3 separate regions of the Mus musculus genome follow, and regions 1 and 2 are each linked to region 3. Evidence: chromatin contacts called from public promoter capture Hi-C data. All regions are on one chromosome and are shown on one strand. Each heading gives the region's core, a stretch centred on a gene start, on an enhancer-like site or on the middle of the called end of the contact. The rest is flanking DNA. Distances are from core to core; before and after follow the strand shown.

The links. Promoter capture Hi-C pulls out the DNA fragments that hold promoters and counts their contacts.
Region 1: a contact with region 3 is called in a promoter capture Hi-C map of pre-B cells. The contact joins the promoter of H2ac8 here to the promoter of Stard3nl in region 3. A contact is called at or near these places in 2 of 39 promoter capture datasets (cranial neural crest and pre-B cells).
Region 2: a contact with region 3 is called in a promoter capture Hi-C map of pre-B cells. The contact joins the promoter of Zfp322a here to the promoter of Stard3nl in region 3. A contact is called at or near these places in 4 of 39 promoter capture datasets (cranial neural crest, frontonasal cranial neural crest, liver and 1 more).

The regions. Positions count from the first base shown.
Region 1 is chr13:23,569,034-23,572,484 of GRCm38.p6, reverse strand. It overlaps H2ac8 (H2A clustered histone 8), which reads left to right and starts at 1,265. Exons shown (of 1, transcript NM_178187.4): 1 at 1,265-1,822. The coding sequence starts at 1,377. The coding sequence ends at 1,769. It overlaps H2bc8 (H2B clustered histone 8), which reads right to left and starts at 1,085. Exons shown (of 1, transcript NM_178196.4): 1 at 622-1,085. The coding sequence starts at 1,052. The coding sequence ends at 672.
Region 2 is chr13:23,367,718-23,370,865 of GRCm38.p6, reverse strand. Zfp322a (zinc finger protein 322A) reads left to right here and starts at 1,658. Exons shown (of 5, transcript NM_001111107.2): 1 at 1,658-1,731; 2 at 2,661-2,746. The region is part of intron 3 of 4930586N03Rik (RIKEN cDNA 4930586N03 gene); the gene reads right to left.
Region 3 is chr13:19,394,262-19,397,572 of GRCm38.p6, reverse strand. Stard3nl (STARD3 N-terminal like) reads left to right here and starts at 1,760. Exons shown (of 9, transcript NM_024270.3): 1 at 1,760-1,869. Gm40827 (a long non-coding RNA gene) reads right to left here and starts at 1,726. Exons shown (of 2, transcript XR_873152.2): 1 at 1-1,726.

The sequences.
Region 1 (3,451 bases), core at 16-2,515, 4.2 Mb before region 3:
ACTGCAATCAATTGCCTTGAAACTAAAGGAAGCATCAAGGAGAGAGCAGCTTAGAACATCTGAAAGCAACTTTGGATCCTCACTTGGCTTAGATCAAAGCATAACCTTCATTGAGACTTATTAAAATTTAAAATGCAGTTTTATAATGTATTCTCACAGGTTCAAAATTTACTGATGTTAATACTAGAATTACACTTTTCTTTAGTGTTTTAATGGGAGAGTGATGCTGGCAGTTTAGAATTACACTGGCATCAATGTTAGCCTCTGTTGGTTACCTCATTGGTCATAAAAAAACAATGCCATAAAAACCTATCCTAGCACTCCCTTCGTACAATGTAATCACATCTGAAAGGGAATAGTTGAAATAATGAAGAGAAAACTTGAAAATTTCATTCCACTTCTTATGCACTCTGGAGAAGAAAATCTAAGGACTGAAGCCATCAATCAGCTCTCAAAAGGTAGTTACTGTGTAGTTTACAAATTGATAGTGTATCTGGCAGCGCGTTGGTTACACTGAGGCAAACATATTCTTCACACTAACATACACTTAGCTAATATTGTGTCATTTCCCAGCGTTATAATACAAAAGCCAAGCATTACAAAGCACTTAAAGTGACAGTATGGGTGGCTCTGAAAAGAGCCTTTGGGTTAGGAGTGTGAGTTAAATGAACTCACTTGGAGCTGGTGTACTTAGTGACAGCCTTGGTGCCCTCCGACACGGCGTGCTTGGCCAGCTCCCCGGGCAGCAGCAGGCGCACGGCCGTCTGGATCTCCCGGGACGTGATGGTCGAGCGCTTGTTGTAATGCGCCAGGCGGGACGCCTCGCCCGCGATGCGCTCGAAGATGTCGTTCACGAACGAGTTCATGATGCCCATGGCCTTGGAGGAGATGCCGGTGTCGGGGTGCACTTGCTTCAGCACCTTGTACACGTACACCGAGTAGCTCTCCTTGCGGCTGCGCTTGCGCTTCTTGCCGTCCTTCTTCTGGGCCTTGGTCACGGCCTTCTTGGAGCCCTTCTTCGGGGCAGGAGCGGACTTCGCAGGCTCGGGCATGGTAGAAACAAGCAACAAAGAGAAAGATAAAACAGGAAATGAGATGTGGGAGAAGCTTCGTTCTTGCCATTTTATAGAGGTTCTATGCAAATAAGGGACTCAAAAGTAGTCAACTCTGATTTGAAGGCCAGTTAGTGACACCATTACCCAAATTAGATTGTATTGTACCTCTTTCCTTATTGGCTGCAGAGGAAAGATAGTTTTAACCAATCACACATCAGCTTTTCCACTTCCATGTACGAGTATAAGTAGCTTCTCGTCTGGCCTTTTAGTACCGCTTCGTTGTAATTCTTTGCAATTATAATTTCCTACCTTCTTGCGTCAATGTCTGGACGTGGCAAACAGGGTGGCAAGGCTCGCGCCAAGGCCAAGACCCGCTCCTCCCGGGCCGGCCTGCAGTTTCCCGTGGGCCGCGTGCACCGGCTGCTCCGCAAAGGCAACTACTCGGAGCGCGTGGGCGCCGGCGCCCCGGTGTACCTGGCGGCCGTGCTGGAGTACCTGACGGCCGAGATCCTGGAGCTGGCGGGCAACGCGGCCCGCGACAACAAGAAGACGCGCATCATCCCGCGCCACCTGCAGCTGGCCATCCGCAACGACGAGGAGCTCAACAAGCTGCTGGGCCGCGTGACCATCGCGCAGGGCGGCGTCCTGCCCAACATCCAGGCCGTGCTGCTGCCCAAGAAGACCGAGAGCCACCACAAGGCCAAGGGGAAATAAGATCTTTCTTCTAATCTCGTAAAAAAAACAAAGGCTCTTTTCAGAGCCATTCACTTAATTCAGTAAAGTGCTGAAATACTATAAGCCTTAAGTGGATTTAGGACTAAAATTTCCGATTTGTATTCAATGGCATAAGAAAATTCAACCTGTCAATTGTCCCCCAGCTTCTCCAATAAATGGGTCAATTTTTTTCAGATTCATAAGATTGCCCACTAGGACATGTGTGCATATGAGCAAAATGACCGTGAAGTTACTTTTATGCCAAGAGTATCAATTTCCATGAAACAACAGAATTGTAATTATTTGGCAACATGGTTAAAATGTTCTGCACATGTTACTGTGCACATAACGTTCTGACACAATAGGGTAGGTAAAGCCCTGCTAATGACATGGAGGGTTGCTTTTGATTTTGGGTTTTATTTTCTAGGCAGCGTCTTAACTAGTAGCTCCGGCTGTCTTGGAACTCATTAAGTTGTTCAAACTGGCTTCAATCTCACAGAGATCCTGCCTCTACCTTCCTTTTGGTAGGATTAAAGGCTTGACCACTATGCCCAGCCAATGCAGGCTAAAGGGCTTTTGGCTTCAGAAAAAAAAAAAAAAAAGACTCAAAGCCAGTATTCATTAAAACTAAAGTGAACTTGATTTGTTTTAATTATTCAATCTTGATTAATTCTATTTCATTATTTGTGAAAGTTGAGCAGTTCAAAGACTGGAACTTAAAAAGTAGAAGTACTAAAAAATGAAGTCTGAGATGGCAAAGTACTGTTCAACTACTACTTAATACTCATTGCTTGCATTAATGTGCATATTTCAAGTTATTTTTTTTTAACTTATGTTAAAGGGTGTATTTTGCCACATGCAGTTGGTGTTCTCACAGACTTGAAAAGTCTCACATCTCCCGGTGTAGAGTTATCTGCTGATGTGATTTGATAGGCAGAAATGAGTACTGGATTCCAATTCATGTCCTCTGGAGAAGCAACAAATATTCTTCACTGCTGAGCCATCTCTACAGCCTATTCATCCATTTGCTTATCCACTGACAATGTCACTGCAGACCTGGCTGACCTTATATCCATGATTAACTTCAAATTCATAGCAATCCCCCTATTTTACCCTACTTTGTTCTGGGAATATAAACAAGAATCACTTTGTCCTGTTGAGAGTTAAATACATTGACAGTACAAGAAGTGTGACTGGAATCATTTCTATGTATTGACAATAAAAGGGAGCATTGGATAATAGGAGGTTTAGTTCGAAGAAACCTTTATAACTACAATCATTGTGGTAATGTCTAGAAAAGGCAATACAAATCAATTTGTAATCAAATTCCAGTCCAGCAGGTAGGTCTCAGTAGACTACACAGTAAAGGACCACCTTCTTTCAAAGAAAACGAAAATGAAAACTGTGCCTTTACTTACTTTACTTACTGATAGTTATGGGGTATGAAATGCAAATAATTAAGTTCCAAGTACATAATAGACATGTTTGTAGTATGTAATTCCTCACTGAGAAAATCACTAGGAAGTCCTACATGGCTCAAAAGAATATAGATTATCAAGAATCTGTATAATTAGCAGGGGCTAGTTGAAAAAGTGGTCAAACAAGCAAATATTTATCAGAAATAATTACTAACCTGTGGCCTAGCTGTATTGCAATCTTTTCATTACTTTTTCTATGGGAAA
Region 2 (3,148 bases), core at 409-2,908, 4.0 Mb before region 3:
GCGGTTTACTCAATATGGTCACACTAGGAAGAGGAGTAAGTAAAGGGGTTCAACCACTAACACGACGTTCAGAATATTTTAAAGGTCATGAGATGTGCATAAGTAAGGAGTCCTGGTAGCTACAATCATAAGTAGCCCCACTCATCACAGTCAGGACTGTGTGAAATCCTGCCCTAACTCTCCCACTGGCCAAGGCCCTAGTCCTTTCCTTGTTCTCAGCAGAAGACTCCTATCACAATTCCAATCCTTTGAGTCCATTGTCTCAACACTCTTATAGCTGAAGGGGATGGCATAAACACATACTCTCCTGCAATAACATGTGTACATTTCTTCCTAATATAGCCATACACAGCTCATTCTATAGTGTGATTCGAATTGTGTTTGGTACATCTTACACTAAAAACAGTTAATAAAAAGTTATTTAAATATTAAAATTAGGGCTAGAGAGATGGCTCAGCATTTAAGACCACTTGCTCTTGCTGATGACCCTGGTTCATTTTCCAGCCAGCACTCACATGGTAGCTCATAAACCATGCATTATTCCAGTTCCAGGGGATCTGACATCCTCCTAGAGTGCGCGCGCACACACCACGTGCACATATATGCTGATAAAACACCCATACATAGAAAATAAGTCTAAGAAAAAAAACTTAAATATTTGAATGACACTGGTGGGATTTTTTGTCTTAAAATTTTAATTTAAAATAAGCTGCAGAAATTCTGCAAATTCTGAAAACAGGAATTAGTGAATTCAGAATACATAATTGCCATCCTCAGACCCTAACTCTAGAATTTAACAGCCAATCCAAGTTCTTCTCCAGACCAGAGAATTCTAGTACTCACTTCCCATGTGAGGGTTTTTGTTATATACATGTGTGTATGTGTATAGTATATATATATGTGTGTGTGTGTGTGTGTGTGTGTGTGTGTGTGTATTATATACTTATTATTGTGTATGCCTGTCAGAAGACAACTTTTACGGTTAGTTCTCTCTTTCCGCTTTTGACATTGGTCTCAGAGATCAAATTCAGGTCGCGAGGTTTTATTTAGCAAGAAGCACTCTTTGCTCCTCACTCTCGACAGAAGCCATCTCGCCAGCCTACATACATTTTTTTTTTCAAGTAGGGAAAATATTGACTGTTCTTTTTTGTTTTTTGTTTTTTTTTCTGAATCTGTCTTCAGCCTAGAATCGCAATCAGAAAGGACAGAAATCCTTTCAACACGGTTTCCCCGCAGCTTTCTCCAGCAATAAGGCCACGCCGCCGCTGCCTATTCAAAGCTTCTCATAGTTTGCTGGCATGAGTGACAGCACCAAAGAGCCTTTGTAATTCTCCACTTCTCCGGCTTTTCAAGGTATTTAAAACCGAGTCCGCTGCATCTATCCTTGAGACACTACTCCTAACTCTTGATTTGAACAGCCGTGGAGAAAGAAAACAGAAGTTCAGAGCCGCAGTACCGGGCGCAGGGCACGGTTTCAATTCAGTGGGTACCGGAGCTGCTGCAGTCCCAAATTCCAGGAGCTGAAAAGGTAGTTGTCGGACGCGAAAGAGCCAGGGCGCAGGCGCGCTCAGGTTCCGCCCATTTCGGGAGGTCCGGTGCTTATTGGCCCGGAATCCCGGTGCAGCCCTATGAGGGGTAGTTACGTGCCTCGGGGCGTGGCTACGCCTCCCTGTCCTTGCTGGTGAGAGCGGTTTGTCTTGGCCTTGTGGTGTGCGGGGACCGCTTCTCCAGGTTGGTATCCGGCGGTTGGCTTGCCGACCTCTCAGCATCTCGGCCCACTCTCCTTCCCTAGGAGACCGTGGGACCGAATCGGCCATCGCCGAGTGCTCGGCCCCGGAAGCTCCGGCTTGAGGGTCCAGTCACCGGAAGTGCCGCCCTGGGCGGCGGAGTAAGCGTTCAGCGGGTCCTCGAGGTCCTTGGCCGTGAGAGGGGTCCGGGCCAGGCGCGGCGCCCTTCTTGTCGCTGTCAACGAAAAGTTGGGAGGAGAAACCTGTGAGACTGTCCTGGAGGTAGTAATGGAGCCAGGCTCGAATGCAGTCTGGAGCCTTCCTGAATGTCTAGACAACCATGGGCACTGGGGGGACCCTCCCCCAGCCTTAAGGGCGGAGATTAGTTGAGTTCCCCGGAATCTGCAGAATCTGTTTGCTCAAAGCATTCCATAGTCATTTATTTTTAGCAGCCTTGGTCCTGTGTAACATTGCATTCATGAATCGTATTCCTACAGGTTTTAGTGCACGAGGAATGAATCCTTGATCTCAGAAGTTGAAATAATAATGCGCCTATCAGTCACCTGAGCGTTTGAGGTAGAGGTAGGAGGATAGGGAATTAAAAGCCAGTTTAAGCTGCCTAGCGATTTTGAAGCTAGCCTAAGCTACGTGAGACTCTCCCCGTCTTAACAGCAAGAAAAACAAGGCCCAGGGCTTTGTTCTGAACTTAAAAATCTCTCAGCTAGAAGAATTCTTGTTATTTTGTGTAGAGCAGGTCAGAAAGAAACGGCTTCTTGAAGGAGGAACGGAAACATTAGAATGAGCAAAATTTTGCTGAAGGATGATGTCAGGATTGGAGAGTGCATGGGACATTATTTAAATGGCCTACTGTTAAAAGGAAAAATGTAAGCTTTGCAGTCATGCTCATTCAACATTGCTGCTTTTTTCCTCTAGGAGAGGGAAGAATTAAATATTATGAGTACTTCTGGATTAGAGACCTTGTGGATCTGAAAAAAATAAATCGTTGGGTTCTTGTTAAGGTAAGTGGCATACATCTGTTTCTATATAAATGTGAATTTTGGAGTAGGGATGGGACAAGAAAGAAGGTAAAACATACTTGGGAAAAGGAAAAGGGTCTTTCTGGTGACTAACATAGTGGCCCTTTGATAACCTTTCAGTACACCTATTTTTCTAACAGGCATACACAGCAGATTTGCAACAATTGTCCTTCTTTTGATTTACCATACAAAGAAGGCAGTGTGCCCAATGCTCAGACAGGCTCTAGGATGGATATTTAAACCTGGCTCTGTTACTTAACTGCCTGTGAGTTCTTGTGTAATTAGGTAACTGTCATAGCAACAGGTTTTCTATCAGTAAGATGGTGGTAATATTTGATTTTACAGTGTTCTTGGGAGGATTAAATGTCCATAATCCATGTAATC
Region 3 (3,311 bases), core at 511-3,010:
TGTTTAGATAAAATATAAGACAGAAAGCAAGTTCAGGAAAGATATATTGGGCTTATATTTAGGGTACTATCCAACATGGCAGAAAAGGCATGGTGGCCGAAGTGTGGGATACATCTACATATCTGGAAACACATCAACATGAACACAGCTATTCCACTCATTTCTCCATCTTACTTGTTCTGGGACCGCAGAATATGAATGAGGTGGCTTTAGAGTGGGTTTCCCACCTCAATTAACACAAGCTAGAAACTTACACAGACATGCCCAGACATCTGTCTTCTTGATGATTCTCGATCGTGTGAAGCTGATAATCAATACCAGCCATCACAGGTATCAAGAAAAAGGAGCCTTGGAGTAAGTATGTACTTTGTATGTATACAAAAGTCTGAAAGCAGGCAAAACTAATCACGGTGACAGTATTAGGATAGTGTGAGGTGTTTTAATTACTAAGTGGAAGGCGTCTGCATTACAGTAGTCACACAAGTTGCTTCACCTTGTCACCCAAATCATTGTATACAAGAACCCTGAACTTAGTTTGTATATATACACACACCCTAACCCTAACTTTTCTCATGCTCATCAATTTGAAAAAAACAACAACAACAACAAAAGCTTGCATATTATTTCTCTTCCAAAGGGTAGTAAATAGGATTATTTAAACTTTATGGGTGGAAATGAACACTGTAGCAACACTAGGGGCCCTTATCTGAAGACTCTACTACTAGGATTGAAGATGTATGCCTGAGATCTAGTCTGTTCTTTTGTTGTCATCTGCACCATAAGCAGTACTTGGACAGAAGTAGGAAAACACATTCACACATGTTTAAGGTAGCATTTCTCATACTAGCAATTAAAAAAAAAAATCCAAACAAACTGTATGTTTAAGGGCATAGAGATGGCAAGTTATATCATTGGCGCTGAAGACTTTTAGCATTTAAAAAGCAATGAGGCACATTTAAGGCTAGATGAAGAACTGAACTTGAGTGTTAACAAATATTTTCACATGTCAATGCAGGAAGGACCCATCACACAAAGACTGAGCCTTTGATTGGTTTATAAAAACAGTTCTCACCCAACTTGCACTGTTCAAAATTTTGCACGTATATAAATTCACATTTGTAATGTAAACATTATAAAAACGATTAAACTACTTTATAAGAGTATCTATTAAAAATACTATTCTTAATATTATTTTCCTCTAACAGGCTGAGAGTCTTCAGCACTCATAGTGCAATATATTTTATCTTCCTTTGTATTCTTGCATTTAAGGACGTAACTGTACCAGCTATTGGAAAAATCTAAAACATCACTTAGTGCCCAATGTCGTGTATAACAACTAAGTAAATACAGTTAGCCTTAACTATCAGTAAGACAAAGGCATTACTCCTACGTAAGACTGGGCTGATTGAGACTTACGGTCGAGTCCTAGAATAGACAAGTTCTTAGTGGACAGCTGAAACCAAGGGGCCAGGGCCTGAAATCCACTCTCAGAGTTACCCCTCACCGGCTGCAGCCTAAAACCTATCTAAGAGAAGCCTTCCGTAGAATTCTCAGGAAGGTAAAACCCACTAAAAGCCTGCTGTTAGAAGCTGGATACCTTAACAGGCTTTGGAGGCGCGGCTAGTCCTAGGCCCGCCCACTGCCTCCTTTATGAGCCATCTACTGGTCGTCCGAAAACTGACAGTTCTGTAAACCAACCCGCCGTCTCCTCTGCCACTATTCACTTTTCCAGCAAGCCGCAGCGTCTTTGCGTGACCAGCGCGTTGACGTCACGGACAGGGTCCCGCCCTGCAGCCCCGCCCCAGCCCCGCCGGCGGGGACCGCGGAGCCGTGTCTGCAGGCCGGCGGGCGGCTCGCGCCGCGGAGGAGGTAGGCTGTCTTTCCGCGCCCTGCTGGGCAGGTCGTGAAGCCAAATGCCTGAGGTTCCAGGGTTTGCCGGGCTCCCCAGACCTGGCCTTGGCCGTGGGGCCTGTGGGTGCAGCCGCGGAACGCGGCGGAGCGCGGGAGGGAAGCTGGCCCCGGGCCCACACCCACACTCACCGGGAGGCAGGTGGTCCAGCCTCGGCCCCGTGCCTTGCATCCGCATCAAGTCCAAGGTGACATGCGGGTGTAGGCCGGCAGGTACTGTCTGTTACTGGCCTTGTGCCTTCGTCAAGAAAAGCCCTGATGTAACAAAACAAAACGAAAATTAAAGCATGAGTCATGAATGTTCTAGCCATGGTTTCAGCTCTCCGCATTGCCCACTCATCCTGCCTTTAGTTTTTTTTTTTTTTTTTTTTTTAAATCTCAGTAGGGCTCTTTTTCTTCCTCTTTTGGTTGGAACATGGGTGGACACTGTGGAACTTTTCTTAGTGTTCTCTTAGTATGGCAGTTGTAAAGGCATTTGTCTCTGTTCACAGATGGAATCCATCACTTGACCCAGTACTAGTTTGGATAAGGTTAGTAAGGCTGATTGAATGAACACAGTAGCCGTCTGACCTCCCAGGGTACCGAGTTACTATAGCAAGTTCCGTCTGATGTTTTTGTTTAAGGTTCCTAACGGTAAATCCCATCTATGCTTCTTCTGTCCATCATCCACTTATAGAGCAAGATTTGATGACAAAGAGCAGTTTACAGTATTTTTGGCTGCATCTGTGCATAAGTAAAATGCTAGATAATCATGCCCATGAAGGGACAGTGTAGACTGTGCCCCCCCTACATAATATTCACACATATGTAATGTTTTGTATTGTAAGGAAGAATACATTTTTCTTTGAGATCTTCCTGTCTCAAACATGAACCTTTAAAGATTGCATTGTCAAAAGCATTAAAGAAATGGATTTAAAACTGCTCCAAGGACTTACCTTCTCAGGATAGTGATTATCATTTGGATTTAATTATTAGACAGTTTATATGATGCCACATGCTGTTTTAGGTGTTGAAAATTGAGTATTGAACGCTAGATAAGGTTTCTGTCCTCGAGTTCCTTTGATTTTAGTGAAGATAGAATATATGTGCAAATAACAATATGATTTTAGATAGGAATGAATGCTAGAAAATCTGGCAGTAAGGGACATTGGTGTGGCTGTGGTGTGGGATCTGGGAAAATGTCCCTGAAGAGGTGATGCTCTGGATGAGACCTGAATGTTTAGAGTGATTTAGTCAGGGGAGGAGCAGGAAGTGTCCAGTTACAAATGCAGAAGCTGGAAGAGCAGGCACAGTGGGAGGAGAGTCCAGCAGTGCTGTATCCTTAATGGTGGGCTAGTGAGGTGGCTGAGCTGACCTGGGTTGGGCAATGCTGAAGAAGGAACAGGCTTCCTTGTGGAAGTGCG